Regions from separate parts of the Triticum aestivum genome. Here region 2 is linked to region 1. Evidence: chromatin contacts called from public Hi-C data. All regions are on one chromosome and are shown on one strand. Each heading gives the region's core, a stretch centred on a gene start, on an enhancer-like site or on the middle of the called end of the contact. The rest is flanking DNA. Distances are from core to core; before and after follow the strand shown.

The links. Hi-C and Micro-C count contacts between places; a contact is called where the count stands out from the background.
Region 2: a contact with region 1 is called in a Hi-C map of leaf, with 2.6 times the contacts expected there. The contact joins the promoter of LOC543045 here to the promoter of LOC123188258 in region 1. A contact is called at or near these places in 2 of 5 Hi-C or Micro-C datasets (both in leaf).

The regions. Positions count from the first base shown.
Region 1 is chr2A:186,464,240-186,467,716 of IWGSC CS RefSeq v2.1, forward strand. LOC123188258 (heat stress transcription factor A-3) reads right to left here and starts at 1,800. Exons shown (of 2, transcript XM_044600308.1): 1 at 1,069-1,800. The coding sequence starts at 1,485. LOC123188259 (a long non-coding RNA gene) reads right to left here. Exons shown (of 2, transcript XR_006494459.1): 2 at 2,913-3,477.
Region 2 is chr2A:186,753,565-186,757,041 of IWGSC CS RefSeq v2.1, forward strand. LOC543045 (myosin-3) reads left to right here and starts at 1,622. Exons shown (of 24, transcript XM_044600310.1): 1 at 1,622-2,956. The coding sequence starts at 2,387.

The DNA of each region.
Region 1 (3,477 bases), core at 550-3,049:
ACATTTTTAGTGTCATTCAGACTAAAACCTATTAATACACTAGTAGTTGCCACCTATAACTGAACAAAGACTGAACCAAATTGCTCCATACTGACAACATCACCCCCCTTCCAATCCCACAGGAAGCAAGCTGAACAGTGTTACCCACCAAAAAATTTCTTCAGTAACCTTAGAAGAAATCTGCAGCAGATGCACTATGGTATTTATAGTGTCTAGGGCACATCTAGATGTGCCCTAGTTATTGCACATCTAAGTGGCTCAATCAAACTAGGAAGGAAAAAGAAAAAAGAGGAAAATATTTGCACAAATCTCTGTGTAAAATCAAGGACATGGGACTTAGATGTGCAATACTTAGGGCACATCTAGATGTGTTTTAGCAAAACTGTATTTTGAAATACACGGTGCTAAAGTCTCAGAAATATGTCAATATGAAAAGATGATAAATTAGAAGGGGTAAAGCTGCACCAGACCAAACCTGCGAAGGAGGCAGGCTGAGGAGTTGAGAAGAATGCATGGCCACGCAGAGCAGCAGAAAACCAACAAAATATGCTGCCGCGTTTATTTTTCTATTTGGAGAGAAGGAATTTGCAGTATGGGCAGATACAGATGCGTATACAGATTTGGATTGCGAAGCTTACCTTTGAGCGCGAGCAGCGTCGCATCCCAGCAAATGGTTAAGCTTGCCATCACAGGATCAACTCCTCAGGAATCACGATTATTTCAGTGATCAAGATAATCCAGTTCTTTCGGGAAAGGCCAAATTGGCGTTACAGACCACAATTCCGCTCACAAAAGAAACGCCAGGTTGGCATTACAGACCACAACTCCGCTCACTAAAATTATCAAGGGAAGTACAAAGAGTGTATATATACATAGCAGAGTTGGGCAGAGTACAACAGCAGAAACCAAGAGGAACAAAAAGAAAACAGAGCATCCGAAACAGACAGAGTGCCAGAAACCTAGCAGAAACAGAGTATCTCCCGAGCAGAGTACGGCCGCATGAATAGTCCAGTGATTGATTGCAAAAGAAAAAAAAAACAGAGGATTGGGCAGTGATGCGATACGCACATAGGTGTTGAGCTGCCTGACGAAGCTGGAGAAGTTGTTGTGCTTGAAGTTGTGCGGGAGCACGTCACGGGCGAAGGTGGAAGGGTTCCACACGACGAAGCTGTTGCCGGCGGGGCCCCAGGAGATGACCCCGTCCAGCTGTGGCTCGCTGACGAGGTTGTACGTCTTGGACAGGAACGGCGGCAGCTGCGGCCCCTGCAGCAGCGCCTCGAGGGGCCGCGGCGGCTCGCAGGGCACCACCAGCGCGGGCGGCGGCGGGACCAGGTGATGGTCCAGCGCGGCGTAGTGGCCCGCAGGCGAGGGCTGCTGCTGCAGCATCATCTCGAGCTTGGGCTCGGGCAGCAGCGCGGCGTCCATGGAGGCGGAGGCGATGACTGCGGCGGGCGTGGTGTTGGTGCCGGTGTGCGTGTGGTCCATGCGCCGCGCGCTGGCGGATGGCCGGAATGGGCGGTGCGGGGCGAGGCGGGGCGGCGCGGCGCGGCGTTTATAGGCTTCGGTCCGGGTGAAACCGACATACTGTTGACGGCGACGGGCACGCCGCGTTGCAGCTGCAGTTGCAGAAGCGGATAGGGCGTGCCGTGCCCCTGCGTGACGTTTGACCGCCGCTCCGGGCCCCAGTCGGCAGGCGCGGGGACACTTGGCGGCGGGGCGGATCGCGGCGGCTCTGGCCCACGCAGGGCAAGGCGGTGCCGGAAATATCTGCGATTCTGGGGGTGGAAAGGAAAGTGCAGCCCAGCAGAGGCCAGGCGGGAGCTTTTTGCTTGGTGGTGAAGAAAGCAGCAGATATTTTACCTCTCTTCTCCCGTCACGTGGCGGAGGGGAGTGACGTGGTGGAGTGGGCGGGCGATGAGCTGGTGATGGCGCGAGAGCGGGCTGTGTGCGGATGCTCGGTCGATTCAGGTTGATGATATGGGGCGATTTGATAATTTGCCATTCCTTACTTTTTCCTTTCAACAGCTGCACTGGAGAAAGATGTTAGACCCGACAAAGCTTCTCGATCTCTTGTGTCTTTATAAGCAGACTAGTAAATATGCCCGTGCGTTGCTACGGGCATTGTCCGAACCATGAATCACATGCCCGTGTGTTGCAACACTTACAAAACAAATAAGAGTTCGTATTTGTTAGTTTATCTGTCGTTGTGCACTACTCAGTTATAGCTCGCAGTCCATCTGCTTGTCTCATCTTAGATTCTATTCGGTCTGAAATTATTGGCCAATGCTACTATCAACATGCAACGCTAATCTTTTTTAAGGAAAATGACACTATTTAAATATGTGTAACTGGCCTATAAAGTTTCACCAGATACAGACTACAAAATGAAAAATATAACTTATCAATCAAGCTGATTAATCCTGACAAATATATGCAACTTCCATAGACTATACAAGAATTGATCAAATTTTATTATTGGATTTGGATCAAAATAAACTACATTGGTTTCCCTAAAAGAAACAAACTTCCTTCAAAGTGCAGAATTACCATGAAAGATAAGATGTGATCATGCACTATGTGAGTCTTTGTCGTGAGTCATTAGAGTTGGCTACACTTGCAGGATAAGAGCTACTCCCTCCGTTCCAAAATAGATGACCCAACTTTGTACTAAAGCTAGTATAAAGTTGGGTCATCTATTTTGGAACGGAGGGAGTAGAAAATACCATGAAATGGCAGCAGATAGTAGTATGACAAGCATGGCTCAGTTGGTTGTAGGTTGTTAAGCCAAAGTAATTTATTTTCTCCATAATTGTATCCATTATTTTTTGTCATCTTATCAACAAAAATTAAAGCAACTTTCCTGGTTCCAAGGTAACTCGTAATGAAGAATCGAGGAAGGTGCACAACCAATCTCTCCACTGCAGGCTCACGACCATGTATATTGAAAGCAAACATATGCCAGTACGCTTCGCAAGAAGAAAAATACATTAATAATTACATTACCAAAACTATTATATGAAAACTACCCATCGATTATCCAGCTTAACAGTACCCTTGTTCCTCACATAGTAACCCAAATCACGTCTATGATATATAGGAAAGCCTCTATCATCAACCGACGTCTGCTCATTAAAATCTTTGGGAAATCTTTTGGAACACAATCCATCTTTCATACATGCACACTTTACTTTGTAGTCTCCACATGGACCGTGAACCATAAATTAATCCATAAGAGCATAACCCAGGGCTCAACCAAACGATCAGGTATCTCAGCCGAAATCAAACCATCTATGAAGGAGGCCGAAGGCTCATGATTGTTCCATATAAGCCGAATTGAAGTATGAGTATGAGGCAAGCCTCTATTCTGGAACTCCATCATGTATAAACTTGGATAACCGCAAAATAGAGGAAGAGAAATAGATGGACAAAGTTAGATTATATAAATGAAAAGATTAAAACAAAGCAGGATAAAATCAG
Region 2 (3,477 bases), core at 372-2,871, 290 kb after region 1:
ACATACACTCACCCCTATGAACGCACACACGCACACCTTACCTCTATGAGCACCTCCGAGAGACTGAGCCGGCATATCATCTTGAGATTTACGAAGTCACCGTAGGCGCCTCGTCGTCAACGGAAACGTCTCCTCCCACTAAAAGCGCATCGCCGGAAATCCTGAAATAAATTCAGAAATAATGCGAGCACCAGGATTTAAACCCTGATAGGTTGGGGATATCACTGTTCACCTAACCAACTCAATCACAGGAATTTCACGTTACTGCAGGGATGGGATGTTTGGGGGTCGTCCTGCCGCCCCTACGTTTGGTGGCCATAAAAGCCCAGATAAGCTTCCGGATAACTAACGAGGAACTCGCGACTTTGCAGTGTGATCAAGTCCTCCCATCGATCTGTTTCCTTTTCGCGTTGCAGGTAAAAACGTACGTACGTACGCAGTACTTGCGATCTCGCCCTGTAAATGTTGGACTTGTGATGTGACGAAGAAGGCGTCCTTGGATGGCCATAGAATTTCGTTGCAAACGACCGGCGCTCGTGCCTCGATTAATATCGCCGCCGGACGGACGGGCCACAGGACATTCTCTGTCAAATAAACTCAGGATCAAGTACTCGCACCTACTAGTATTTTTTCTCTCTCTCTTCTAGTAGCACAGTTTTCTCTTAGCAATTGAACAGTTCCTAGTTTTCTTAAAAATCGTACTAGTATACACGACGGCTCAAACAATTCACGGGCACTTTTACTTATCTTGGGTCCAAATACTTGCACAGGGCTAGTGCAGCCCCACATTGTCCCGGTTGAAGCGTATTTGGCCCTTTTTACTCGAGTGCGGTTCGACGAAATCGTTGCTTTCAGTAAAGAAAACGAATCTTCATGGATCTCGAAGCAAATGAGTGAGCTGAGGCGACGATCGACAACAAACCTTAAGGCCTAGCCACTTATTATTATTGTTATCCATAGACTACACCAGTAAGCGCACCCACCTAGGTTCATGGAAACGCGAGAGCCCGATAGAAAATGTATCCGCTTATTGTAATGCACGACCTCCTATTGACCATAACGCAATCAATTTTTTTATGATAAAAGAATGCTGCCTTGATTCTTTCCATGGAACATACAATACTACACAAACACCACAACTAAATGCTTCAATAAAAAACCTGGAGTATAAACAAAGAAGGCCGGCCAAATGGAAGCTACTTATCCATTTATTGATTTCTTGCATTTTAATGAACACGAAAAAAATCGGAAACAATTAAATGGGGACTTCTTTATCATAGTATTTGTATTTTAATGAGAACACAAAAGAAGTCGTCAACACAGGAATGGAAACAAGCAGTCAGACCTGTGTTGGTGGTGCGAGACCACTAATCTGCAGGGGCAGTTGGGTAACTTCGCCACCCCGAACTGAAGTCGTGGAGCGGAGGGCGCAGCCGCCCGCATCCAACGGTCCAAACCGGAGCCTCCAATCCACAGACAGCTCACGCGCACCCCGCCTCTCCGTCCCCGCAGTATCCACGAGAGTGCCAGCGTCCGGCCGGCGCAGTCCGGCGCTGCCCGCAGGGGCACATCAGTAATTCGCTTTTCTCCGCTCTAAATATTTTCGCCGGCGGCCTAAGTAACGGATCAAGAGCAAAGGGGAAAAAGACACGAGAGGCATGGTAGAGGCAGGGGACGGAGGTTTGAAATTGTGAGGGAGAAGCGAAACAAAAGCCCCGAGGGGAGCGGGGGGAGAGAGGGAGATAGCGAGAGAGCGGAGTAATTGCGTTTTTTGTTGGGGTTTTCCTCCTGATTCGGGAGTGGGAGGAGAGTGGGGGGAGAAATCATCCTGTCTCTCCGGTGCTGCTCGCTTTTGATGCGTTTCTTGGCCGATTTCTGCTGCCGCTGCCGCTGCTAGTGCCTTGATTCGGAGCAGGCTTTGCTTTGGTTTCGGGTTTTTTCGCCTTTCCTTTCGCCAGAGGTCGCCGGCTTTTGCCGCTGCCCAGGCTTCTTGGCCGCGTCGTCCCCTCCTCCCTTGAAAAATCGCGGGGAGTCTGGGTTCTTTTCCACCCCCCGTCCCTCGGTGCGGCACCGCCAAAATCTGTCCTTGGCGCCTGAGATTGGCGCTGTTTTCGGGGCAGGGAGCGTGAGATTTCGAGAGTTTTCTTGGGGGGATTTCGAGGTCTCCTGGTGCCTGGTCGCGTAATTCGGGGTTTGGGTGGGTGTCGCTTTCGGGCCCTTCCCGAGCCAGGGGGGTTCATGCGCCTGGAGTTGGCGCTGATTTGATGAGAAATGGAGAAGTCCCTGGCCTCCACGGCGCTCTGCTGTAAGATTTGGCGTATTGCCGTGTGAGCCCTTGCGTGCGCTCACTGGTTTGGTCCGGTGGCCTGTTGATTTCTCGGCGGTGATGCTCTCTGCAGCCGCCGTGATGGCGCCAGTCCCGGCCGCTCCCAAGAGCTCCCTCGAGGCCTTGCTCGAGACCATAAAGAAGCGCGACGAGCGGCCCAAGGATGAGCCGCCGGCATTGCCGGCCCGCCCGACGTGCCGTGGCCGGCTGCCCAGGGCAAGACGGTCGCCGACGCCTCCTAGGGTTCATCTTGAGGATGGAGTGGCAGAGGGTGCTGCAGCGGATACTGACGAGAAGCCGGAAGCTGTAGCGGATACTGACAAGAAGCCGGAAGCTGTGAATGAGAATAAGCCAGAGATGGAGAAGGAGAATACGCCAGAGGTCAAGAAGGAGATTGGTGGGCAGGAGGCCAAGGAGGGGAAGGCTGTAAATGGTCGCATCTTTGGGGCCAAGAGAAAGCTATGCAGTGTGGAACCAGTGGACGAGTCTCCATATGTTGAGAATCTCCACGAGGAGAGGAAGGATGCAACGGCCTGTAAGGAGCCCCCCTCTCCTTATTTTTCCTCAGCAAGAGCAAAGAGAAATGGGAAGCCAGTGTTTACTGATTCCATGGACTATGTCCTCCAGAAGGTGAGAGTCTCGTTCATTGTGAAATTCATGAGATTTATCCTATTATCATGTGAACAAGGTAACAGACAATTTGTTTCAACAAGTTCACTTTGTCTCTATAGCATAGACTTAGGCTGAATACTTTCTCTGATATGATGGCAAAACGCGCTCAGCATTCAACACCAAGAAATGTAAATCAAATTACCACTCGCATATGTTTATTTGTATGCTGAATTTATAGACATATTTACTCACAACTCCCTTCTGTATCTACAAAAGAATTTATTGTTTTTTCTATAAGTATCCAGAACTTCTTATCCTGCACCATTTAGAACTAGATGAAGCCAGTGTTTTTTAATGCTCGTTCACGGTCAGGAAAGCATATTTCATACTTGCTTTGGCCTGTGTGTCAAGTAACTTGGCATATTGCTGTGATCCTCACACTATGGATATGACAAACGTAACAATTTTGCATGTGCTTGGAATTAGTTCTGATATTAACCCTTTCCTTTGATGATTTGAGTCTGATGTTATGGTAGAAA